Linked DNA regions of Gossypium hirsutum: region 2 is linked to region 1. The links are chromatin contacts, called in public Hi-C maps. All regions are on one chromosome and are shown on one strand. Each heading gives the region's core, a stretch centred on a gene start, on an enhancer-like site or on the middle of the called end of the contact. The rest is flanking DNA. Distances are from core to core; before and after follow the strand shown. Region 1 holds the start of LOC107904639 (40S ribosomal protein S20-2). Region 2 has its middle 5.4 kb from the start of LOC107904636.

What was found. Hi-C and Micro-C count contacts between places; a contact is called where the count stands out from the background.
Region 2: a Hi-C map of leaf shows a contact between it and region 1, with 2.7 times the contacts expected there. The contact joins the enhancer-like site here to the promoter of LOC107904639 in region 1. A contact is called at or near these places in 10 of 34 Hi-C or Micro-C datasets (callus, hypocotyl, leaf and 1 more).

The regions. Positions count from the first base shown.
Region 1 is chrD11:640,812-646,743 of Gossypium_hirsutum_v2.1, forward strand. It overlaps LOC107904639 (40S ribosomal protein S20-2), which reads left to right and starts at 2,882. Exons shown (of 4, transcript XM_016831076.2): 1 at 2,882-3,283; 2 at 3,610-3,740; 3 at 4,215-4,328; 4 at 5,003-5,267. The coding sequence starts at 3,629. The coding sequence ends at 5,145.
Region 2 is chrD11:701,098-707,029 of Gossypium_hirsutum_v2.1, forward strand. No RefSeq gene overlaps it. Among protein-coding and RNA genes, the nearest start is that of LOC107904636, 5.4 kb to the right of the region's middle. Within about 2 kb of position 2,789, at least 2 of the 9 cell types and tissues checked have an H3K27ac peak or open chromatin away from gene starts, as enhancers often do. A contact at or near this core is called in leaf, where this site is marked.

The DNA.
Region 1 (5,932 bases), core at 1,632-4,131:
ATGTAGCTGACATATAACATGATATGTGTACTTGATCTTAACTTAGAATGACCAATTTATAATAACTAAAAAATAGATAAAAATTTTAATAAAAATTTAATTTATTAATTGATTTAATTTGTAAAAAAAAAACAATCATTTTTAACGAGATAGGTGAAATTTTCAAGGCTACAATGGTGGTGGGGCTAATTGATTCTTGGTGATCAATGTTGAAACATTGACAATGACATTTTGCTGTTAACACTATTTATACGGTGTCGTTTTTCAATATTATAAAATTTCTCCCGGTGCTTTTGAGAGAAATTATCCCTATTGGAAATTTGACCATCGCGTTGAACTTAATACGTCCTCCAACTGTTAGTTCCTTTTCAACGTTTTACATGATGAGAAGTCTTTTTCACAAGTATCTCTTTTTAAACATAACTATATTCCAAATTTACGTTAAAATATTAATTTAAATTTAAAAATATAATTTGAAATTAATTAATCAGAACATATGGAATATGTACAATATTAAAATAAAAAATATATATTAAATTATGAGTAAAATGAAATTTAAACATATAAGTATATTGTATTGATAATACTAAATGTACTATATATAATTGTTTTTCAAGCTTGAATTAGTGTCAATTTGACTTGTAACACCAATTTAATTAACAACGTTATCAATATACAATTTATGAACGCAATAACTTAGGCATAATACAATTAAAATATAATTATTATATTAAAATAAAATTTTAATTTAGTGCTAAAATTAATGTTTTATTAACGTAAATAACATGATTTCAAATCTAACGACATATAAATTTTTTATTAAATGAAAATATTAAAATACTTTGGAATGATAATTATAAATTTTTTTAATCCAATTAATACCTAATTCACTTATCCTATACATATGTGTGTGAACAAGTCATTAGCATTTTGACTTTTACTGAATTAAACTCTTAATAATATTGACCTTAATATTTTTGATTGAATTATATATCTACAAATAATGCAGTATACAACACTTCAACTAATGCTCATTAGAGAAATTTTTTATATGAGATTGTAGATCGTCATGAGCAAAGAGAAAAACTTATTTTTATTCATCGACATTAAATTATATATTTTTACTATAATTAATATATAATTTTTAAAAATTAAATAAAAATTTGTATTGCTAAAAGAAAACAGAGTTGATACGTGAGGAGATCCCTTCAATGTTGAAGCCAAATAATGATTGCAGACCAAAAGAAAAGAAAAGAACCCAGAAATCAAGGAAGCTTTCCCCCTTAGTAATTTTGCATATATAACAAACAAATATAAAAAATTTCACTTGACAGAGATTGATCTGACCTGACTGATATTATAAGGAAATTTTTAAAGTTAATCGTATTAAATTATTGAGTTTTTCTACTGCCAATATTTTTAACCTAATATGTGACATCATTTTATCATTTTAAATTTAGTTATGCAAGATTTGATTTATCATTTTATGGTTATAATAATGAGTCTAAAATTTGCAATTAATTTTAAAGAAAAAGGAAGATAGGTAAATGTCATTTTGACTATGTTAGAGTGGTGAGACTCAAAAAGTGTAATAAAGAATGCACTTAATTTTTAATATAAAGTAAATAAAAATAGTGATCAATAAAATCAAAAGGAAAATGGCATTCAGAAAAGGTCATAAAGCAGGATGTGACATAACACAGTCCTTTTTTCTCACCTACGCTTCATTGGCTCATTCCTGCCTTCAATCTCGGTACGTGATATTTTCCTTAAATCAAACTTTTCTTTTCTTTTTTTGGTAAATATTTTTTAAATTTAAAAATTTAAGCTCTATTTTTTTTATTAAATTTAAGTTTACTGCAACATTATCCTTTAGTTATAAGTTTACTAATTGAGTATTTTTTTTAATTTTAAAATAACACACAATAAATCTGAATTTAACAATACTAACCATCAAAACCTAAATTTTAAATTACAAAAAATTTCTAAAAAAGTATCTTTTAATATGAAAATTTGGTCACTGTCAGAATTCCAAGCACAGAGTAGAAAAATGAGACACATAACAATGAGAACACGTTGAAAATTTCATTATGCCTTGCCTGCTGACAAAGGAAAATTGAAAAATTAAAAATCTTACTCCAAATGTTTGAAGGGTTTTTGAGATATAAGTTCAAAATTGTGCTTACTTTTTATTTTAATTATAATTAGTTTTATGTTTTAGGATAAAAATAAATTTTATATACAAATATTGAAAATAACTTAAAGCTTCTAGATAAAAAATAATTAAAATTTATTTAATTGAAGAATTATTTTTAAATATTTATGAATAAAATATTTTACAATTTTACTAAATAGGGATACAATTTAAAAGTATATGTGAATTTTGACCTAATGTGTAATGTTATACATAAACTTTAATTTTATATATGAAATATTAAACACTGTTTTATGTAAATTTTATTATTGTAATGTTATACATGAATATATATAGATATATTAAAGATTGTTTGATGCTAATGAAAGTTTGTTTGATAGTGTTTGAAGATTTTCAATATATTAGGAAAAAGTAATTTTAAAAAAAACTTCATAGTGCTTGACAATTCGTACTAAAATTTTATTTCAAATAAATTTCCAAAAAAATGAAAGTTAAAATAAACTAAACACCCTAATTTAGTGGGCTTGTCCCTGGAGCCCAAAAGGCTACTTTGGGCCGTGAAATTTAAAACGAGGCGTTCAAGTAATATCTGCATCCGACCCGCAAACCCAGTCAAGTTGAGCAAAGGAATAAATTAAAATATAGTCCCTAAACTTGAAAACCTCTTCCATATTGATCTATGAACTTTTTTAGTCCATATAATCTTGAAACTTGACAGTTTTTCTCAATTTAATCTCTGAATTTAGATTTTATTAAATTAGGATGACATGGAATTATGAGATTGTATCATTTCATTAAAAAATTATTTTTTTTTATATTTTATATAAAATTTTCAAGTGGTGACATAGAAAAATCTAGAGAACTATGTCATTATACCCAAATGAAATCTAAGTTCAGTGATTAAATTGAGAATATTTGCTAAATTTGGAGACTAAATTGAAAACAATTACTAAGTTTAAGAACTAATTATTGTTTTTTCCCTTGAGAAAAAAACCCTAACCCCAAGCTCATCGCCTCCACGTATATAAATCTTTTACAGAGCTTTCTTTCTCGTTTCGCCATTCGATTTTTTGAGCAAAGCGGCAGCACAGAACATAGCTTGAAACTCGCCATCTCTCACTTCTTTAGGTTTCTCTCTCACTTTTTTTTCTTCGTGTTTTTTTTGTTATATACGAAGTGCTTTCATTAAATTAGTGGCATAGATTTTTTTCTTTATTCTGGTTTTTCATTGTTATTCCATAAACCAGAAGATTTTTGCTTTATTTTCTTTTACTGGATTTGTAAGGAATATAGTAAAGTTTTTTTCAGTCTCTTGTACTTTTGAACTTAGTTATTTGAATAATGAATCCCATGTTGTGATTTGTTTCCATCGCTTTAAGATTTCATCAACTTTGTGATTTGCTTTTAGATTGGGATATTTTATTAATTTACTGGAATTGGGTGTTCTTGAATAGAAACTAAGAGTCGAAAACGATGGCGTATGCTGCAATGAAACCGACCAAGCCTGGTTTGGAGGAATCCCAAGAGCAGATTCACAAAATCAGGATCACTCTCTCCTCCAAGAATGTGAAAAACCTCGAGAAAGGTACAATCAAATTTTGGTTTATGGATGAAAATTTGATTTTGATTCAATTGTACACATTTAAAGAAATGAATACATATAATGATTTTCATAATGGATTTATATAATTGTTTTTGTGTATGTAACACATCAATGTAAAATAGTGCTAATTCGATAATGTTTTTAGTGATTTGTGAAAATTGAATCAAATTAAAAATTCATGTATAAAATTGCAAATCAAATTTCATGTGTGACATTGTACATTAGATCAAGGTGAATGTATAATTTTGGTATTTATCCCTATTTTGTATGCTGAAACTATTACATTTCATTTATTATGTTATTATTCCTATAATTTTGTTATTTAGACCTCAAATTTGCTTATCTTTGGTGTAAAATTGTATAGGAAGTTCCTCAATATGATAGTACTTTCGATAGATTGATGATACCAATTCATTTAGCATTGGTTATCCTAATATTTTTCTTTTTCATTTATAGTTTGTGCTGACTTGGTTCGTGGTGCCAAGGATAAGAGACTGAGGGTTAAGGGACCAGTGAGAATGCCCACCAAGGTTCTTCACATCACCACAAGGAAGTCTCCCTGTGGTGAAGGTATTTTACTTACCTTGCATGTTGCGGTCTTATTATATTTTGCACCTTACTTTTATGTAGACTTTGTTTCTTATCTTGAAAGCATCCCTTGAAAACTTATAAATTGTATGTTTATGATTCCCCTGCTCTATACTGCAAATCTGAATTATTCATCTGTACTCTATTATTATTTTATATTAGAAAAATCATTAAGAACTGCCTTCACTTCCTTTTTGCATGTTTAAACATATCGAACTTGCCTTGGTACTGGAAGAATTTAATGTTTGAGCTACTTGGTGCATTTTTTCCCCTACATAACATGGAGTTTATATGTTCATTGGTTACTAGTGAATGTGATACTGTAACTCTCAGTTATATCAGTTGATTGTGGTAAAAGATTGCATTTTCCCCCCATTCACTCAAAAAATGGGCAAATTTGTCCTTGTATATCAAATTGGTGTGCCTCTTTGATTTAACGTATAGGGACTAATTTGCTTATTTTTTGAGTGAAGGGGGCAAAATGCAATCCGGCTCCTAGTATAAGGGCTTCTACAGTACTTGTACCGTTGATTGTCTATGTTGGCTATGGCCGGGGTTTGATTTGCAGGCCAATAAAGTGAAGTATGCTCCAAGGTTTTCATGTATAGTGAGTAACTTGTATGGACAAGTGATGATACTATTTGTGTGCTTTGTAGGAACTAACACATGGGATCGGTTTGAACTCCGTGTTCACAAGCGAGTTATTGACCTTTTCAGCTCTCCCGACGTGGTCAAACAAATTACTTCCATCACCATCGAACCCGGAGTTGAGGTCGAGGTCACCATTGCAGATTCTTAAATGTGTGCCTCACTTTTGCCTTTTTCAGACCTTAACTAGTTTTAGTTGATTCAAAGGGCTTTCGTGTCACAACTGCAGATTTTGTTTTCTTTTGTTATTTAAAAGATTATGGTTGCATTCTCTATTTATGCATTATTTTGACATTGAAAAAAATCATGAAATTACCATTTTGACCCCTTCATTTTATATACACATGAACTACCATATGTATGAACATGAACCTATATTCATTGGTACTGCTCTAAATTAGGAAGGCGTGCATAGGGTATGGCAACAAGTGATTCTGTTTTCTTCAAAACAAACCTGAAATTCTCTTCTAAACTGGGCTTCGTCCCTTCCAGTCATACCCATTTGAACGATTGCACATCTCTGCCAATGGAATTCCGACACAAATCCTTCTTACCGACCCAAATGGCAAAGACCGGAAAACTGTTCCCTTGGTAATCAATATAATCTAAGAATTTCTTGGGCTGAAGCCGAAGGAAATCATCCTACAACTCAGGGTCTTTTTGCATGGGGCATGCATTAATGAAAACCCGGGAATTTTTAGGGATTGCATATCCGGCAACAAAATAAACTACAACAATTAAACTCAAAACCTAAAGAAAAACAGGATTAATTTCTAAAAGCACAGCCTTTACTTCAGTGATGGGTAAAGAGTCTTTATCATCTCCTCGCTGATGCAGCTCTAACAATTGCTGCATAAAATCACACTAATTTCATCCCTTCTCTTTCCATCATCACCGATCTTCATTCGGTTCATCATCACTGATTCTAAAACCCCATA
Region 2 (5,932 bases), core at 1,539-4,038, 60 kb after region 1:
TAAATAAAAATAAAACTAAAGTGACACAAAAAATAAACATTAAGAACTAAATTTATTATTATGCCTAAAATTAATTGTTAATAAAACTTATGAATTTATAGGTCATTAATTTTCATTTTAAGATCAATTAATAAAAATTAAAAATTAAAAATTAAAATAATTTCTGTAAAATTTATTGTTTTTGTTTATAAAGTTAAAATAAAATGATCCCATGTGGTCCATATCATATGCTCGTTACGGCCGTATGATCCAATATTAGCAGGCCAAGATGACCCAATTACCTTCCATATACTTTAATGGGGTCCAATTTGTGCATTTCACTTTCTAATTTGCCCCAATATCGTATTTGCATATTTTATAAAAGGATTATACTAAAAATGTTGAGCCACAGATTTGGGTCGATTATCTACTCAAGTTTTATGTTTTGTTTGTAATCATTTTTAATTTAACATATCTAACTTTTATGCTTTATCATGTAATATCATAATCATATTTATATAAATTTCAAATTATTTATACATTCTTTATTTTATTTTCATGTCTATGTCGTGTCTTAGCTACAATCATTGTGCCAATAACATTTGCTAGAAAATCATGATACTATAAAAAAAATCCAAAAAATGGTGTCTCTTGATTCAAATCCATTCCATAAACAAAAGGTAATACTAATTGGACAGTCCAACATATAAAAAGAATGTATTAATGAGATTAAAAAAAAAGACATCATTTTTGGGTTAATTAATGCCCCCAAAAGCATATTTCATTTTGAATTCACGAGGGACATGATGTAATAATTAAAGGTTGTCTTCCTTAGAGAATCTGAAATAATTATGTAACAGGAAACATATGCATATATATATGACTTTAGCCATCACATGATGACTATGATACCTTAAATTAAGTTGTTTTAACCACTCATAACTAAACACATTACATTATATCTACAATATCACGAGCGAAATTAAAAAAATTCTTTTAAGGGCTGAAATAAAATTTTAAATTTTGATAGTTTATATCTTTATAATTTTTAAAGGATTAAATTAAATTTTCATAATTTTAAGAGAGTTAAAGTGTAGTTTTACCTTTGCTAATTTAAAATTTTAAAAATTTCTAAAAGTCCAAAACAACAATTTTTCATTTTAGGGAGGTCGGGGCCCTGCTAGCCCTAAATCCGTCTCCGTACAATATTATGATAATTTTCTGTATTTAAATTTTACTGCATCTTTTTATTGATTTGTAATAATTAGTAATTACTTTTAAGAAGAAATATGGAACCAAATTTAGGGTTGGAATAACCTACCTTTTTTTAAATGTTATTACTAATATTTTACTGCATCATTAGGTTACCAAATTAGCATGATGGTAGATGGGCGCATGCACGTGCGTGTGGGTGAATAATTAGGTCTACCACGTACCTACAATCATAATTACACACGTGCACAGAGTTCATTGATTAAGGCGAAACCAAAGCAAAGGCAATCCATACCAAAACCCTATCATCAGTTCATCGGTTTAATCGCTCCAATCAATTTTAAAAATAAAAAAATTAAGTTCAACCAAATTGTATTGGTTCTTAGTCCAACCAATTCAATATCATTCTCTTGATCGATATTTCAATCGATTCTTGGTCCAATTAGTACCTCAACCAATCCGACCGATCAATCTAGTTCAAAATCATTGGAAATAAACAAGTGTTGGAAGTAATGGCATGGTATATTATAAGACTAGAACCAATATTTTTAAAAATGAACCAATAATTGAACTAGTTAGACCACTAATCTTGATCCAATTTGTTCAATTAGTTGAACCATCATTCAACTGTCCAAATTTAAAAAAAGAAAAGAAAAAGTCAATAAAAATCTAAAAAAATATAAATATAAATAAATAACAATTTTAATATATTTAACTTTTTTAGAGTGCTTTTTTTTATTTGGGTTTTTTTTTTGAGTTTTATTGGTTTAGATCAGATTTTAGCAAATAATTGAGTCTAAAAAGTAAAAAAAAAGTTCAGTTCAATCGTTTTTTTACCAACTTAGCTAGTTCTTTGCTCAAAACCTTGATTTAATATTTTAGTCCAAATCGGTACACTCATCAGTTCACGGTGCAATTCAGCTCCAACAACATTGGTGAGGACTTTGGATACATGGATATGAATGTAAAGTAGGCAGTCAAGCCCTCAAAATGGGCAATTGTAATTTTTCTCCTTATAAATTTATAAACGATAAACTTGTATTTTGGTTCTCCTAAAAAAATGTTTAATCTTTTTAAAAAATAAGGAAATTATAAATTAATAGATAATAAAAATTATATTTTAACCTCTCAAAATTTATAATTTAATTCTCACCCCTCTTAAAAGTTTTCTAAATTCATGCTTGTTTAAATAGAACGTTGTTAAACTACAAATCTAGAAAAAAAAACTAATTTTCATGAACAGAGATGGAAGATACATTGATTCTAAAAAATAAAGAGAGAAAGAAAACATCATCTTAATGTAAAGAGATTGTTGGTAAATTTGTAGGGCAATGGGACCATTTTCTTTAAGGAATGTTGAGCAAAAGTGGAACAGTGCTCCTTCAATTCTGATCAATAAGAAGCCTTTGTTGTTTTTCATTACCCAATATTATTATTACTCTAAAACCTTTTTCTATTTTTGCTTTTTCTTTTTTCATAATATTTTTCCTCTTTATTTTATTTGATAGTGGGATCTTAGTAAATGCACACCTCTAATTTGGTCCACATAAACAAGAAGCCAAACAGAGCCTTTCATTTGCTTCCAATTAAGAAAGTCTTCATGTCGGTCCTACCTGGCCCGACCTGGATCCACTCCACCGGTTGGGTGAGTCCATTGATATATGGAAATCTTCCATGTTAGGTAATTATAAATTTAGAACTAAAGACTTATCTCCTATCATTTAAATAATTCTTGAGATTCTTGTATTTATAAGAACTGGGTTTGTGCGCATGAAAATTTAGTTTGGGTGAGCATGGATAAAAATGAATGAGAAAAGATGCAACAATTGTAGTGCAATCCCTTTCAATCTCTCTTTCCACACCATCTTTAATATTATTGGACAAGAATCGGGCACTATATGCTTCAAGAGTTGTACATTATTATTCTTTGTTTCTTCTTACCTAAATTTTTGCAAAGTAGGTTATTTCCCTTTCGGAATATTTTTAGTAATGCATTGTGCCCACAGTTATAATATACGGTTTTAAATCCTTTGATTATTCAAATTCGAATTTATGGATTAATTTTTTTCTGCATTACAACTCTCCTAATATAAAATAATATTTAACTATGATTAAAACTGTTGATGTTATTATAACTTCCATAAAAAATTATCCTTTAACAATCTCAATGACCCAACTTGGTTATTAATTAATCTCGTGCATGCAATTAATTGGCTTAAGACATCGATTAAAACCTTACCTTTTAGAGAAATGTCTCCATTAAATGATGCATTAATTATATGGGTTAAGTGGAATCATGAGCCACGCTTCATGTATATGGATGATGCTGATGGCATCACATTCACAGTCACACACCATAACAACAGGTCCTCGGTCTAAGCCTTTTATATATTCATTCATGATTTAATGTTGAGCGACAGCCGGACCGTGTGGCAGCACGGGGAGCTCGGCCTTAGCCAGCATGCTGCTGCCCATGGCATGGCGTGACTCCACATTAGCACGCATGGTTCAATAAAATAAAGCTTTTACAATTTTTTTAAAAGGAAACTCTTTTTTAGCACACAATTTCCACTTCAAAACTTTATATAGCGATAGCTTCATGTCATGTGATTTAACCAAAAAAAATGTTTTTTTAATTAAACAAATGAGGTACTAGCTGGATTCAATTCTATAAAGTGATATTTCAAGATTTTTTTTCCTAATAAATTCCTTTTAGTCTTGTCTATTTTGTCTTATGGTGGGTTTGGATGGGCGATTGGGTGCGGTGCGTTTAGTCTACTTTTTGTCTCACGTTACAGTATCGCTACAGTATCTAATCTCACTGTCACCGCTGTTTTTACACTAACCACCCATCCAAACGCACCCTTAGTATAGCTAAAACAATTTCTCTTTTAGGTGATGTCGTTTAAGGTGAGATTATGTAGAAAGATTTTTAGAATATTGAATATAGAGAGGTAAAAGTAGTTAGTTTAGTTAAAATGTTCATCAATTCTTACTGTTAAAAATTAGTGTGATTAACAGAATAACTAGACAATTACATATAGCATGTTATGTGTATCTTATGTTGGTACAAGAACCAGTTCTCAATAATAGAAATGGATGCAATTTTTAACAAAAAGACTCATTTACTCTTTGATCCAACTTATAAGAACTAATTTATCCTTTTTTTAGTACAAAAGCTTCTATGATACATTTAGGAATAGAGGAATAATTAATGTGCATGCATGATATATTGTGCATTAAAATTTTACAATATATGCAATTGATACCATAATTATTATAACATGCATAAAAATGTGAGTTTGAATATACTTAAACAAACACAATTCTTTGATTCATGAATTACAAAATTCTAAATAATATACATTCTCAAACAATTTATAAGTTTAGATTAAGTGTTAATTGTATATATTTATAACAAAATGAGTTTTAAATTAGCAAAAGAGTCAATATTGTACAACAGGATGTATTATTATATCATGATCAAAATTATAAGTCGGTAGTGAATCTAGTATAGATAATTCGGTTCATTGCATTCATCTAAAAAGACATATCAATTCCATTTTCTGATTTCATTTTTAAATCTAAACCTCTCAATCTTATATTTAGTTAATGAAAATTAAAGAAACAAGCATAAATGTAATGGGGACAAAATCTAGTTTAGGATAACGAAATAGATGTTTGGATAATATCCATATTAAAATGTGTATTCGAGATAGAGAAAGATTTTGGTTAATTTCATTGGATTTGGATTTTTGGCAATGTCTGTATTTTTAGCATGTTAATAAAATTGGGGAAGCTTCCTTTCCCAATTATCCTTCCACAGAAATGATGTCCACATATCGATGATTCTTTTAAAGAATTTCATCATGTGGTGATTAATCATATCCATTAATTGATGTTTATCAATATTTAACAAGGATTAATGAAGGAACATTATTGAATTAATTTTCATTTTAAATTAAGTCGGTAATTCCACCCAAATACAAAGTAATTTTACTCAAAATCATTTTAAAAATGTAATGACAAATTTAGCCTTTAACATTAACTTTCTTTATTAATTTGATTTCTATTTTTTTTAAAACTAAATTTAACTCTTATTTTTTAAACTTAAATTAACCCTCAACCTTTTAAAATGAGTTGAATTTGACCATTAATCTTTTAGAATTAGTCGAATTGTTTTTTATTGAAAATATTGACTGAAACGTCAAATTTTTAAACATGACAGCTCGCATGGCAATTCATATATACTCCACATTATATTTTTAAATTTTATGAACTTTTTTTTAAATATTTTTATAAATTTAGAATTATTTATTAATGCGTTCTATAAGACAAATAATGATAGCATGAGATGCCAATAGTTTCATTAAAAGAAGTAATTTAACTCAAAAAATATTAAGGATCAAACTGAAAAAATGTAAATATTGAGGATTAAATTTGATATTAGGCCAAAAAATTCATATTTATAGAGCACTAATGGGGTCTGTTAATTTGGGCACAGTTAAAGGGGAAGTAAAATAGAAGTAAAGAAGCACAAGTTGGAATGTGAAAGTTGATAGAGAGAGATGAAGGGTTGATTTAGTATATATAATAAAGAAAGAAAAAAAGCAAGTGGGAAGTGATGGGGTTATAGTTATAAGAGGCACATTAAACGAGGCATGAAAATGTAGGAGGGTTGCCTATTCATCTCCGACAACTAAACAAAGGCCAGTCTTCACTGCCTTTCCATTTGTACCCA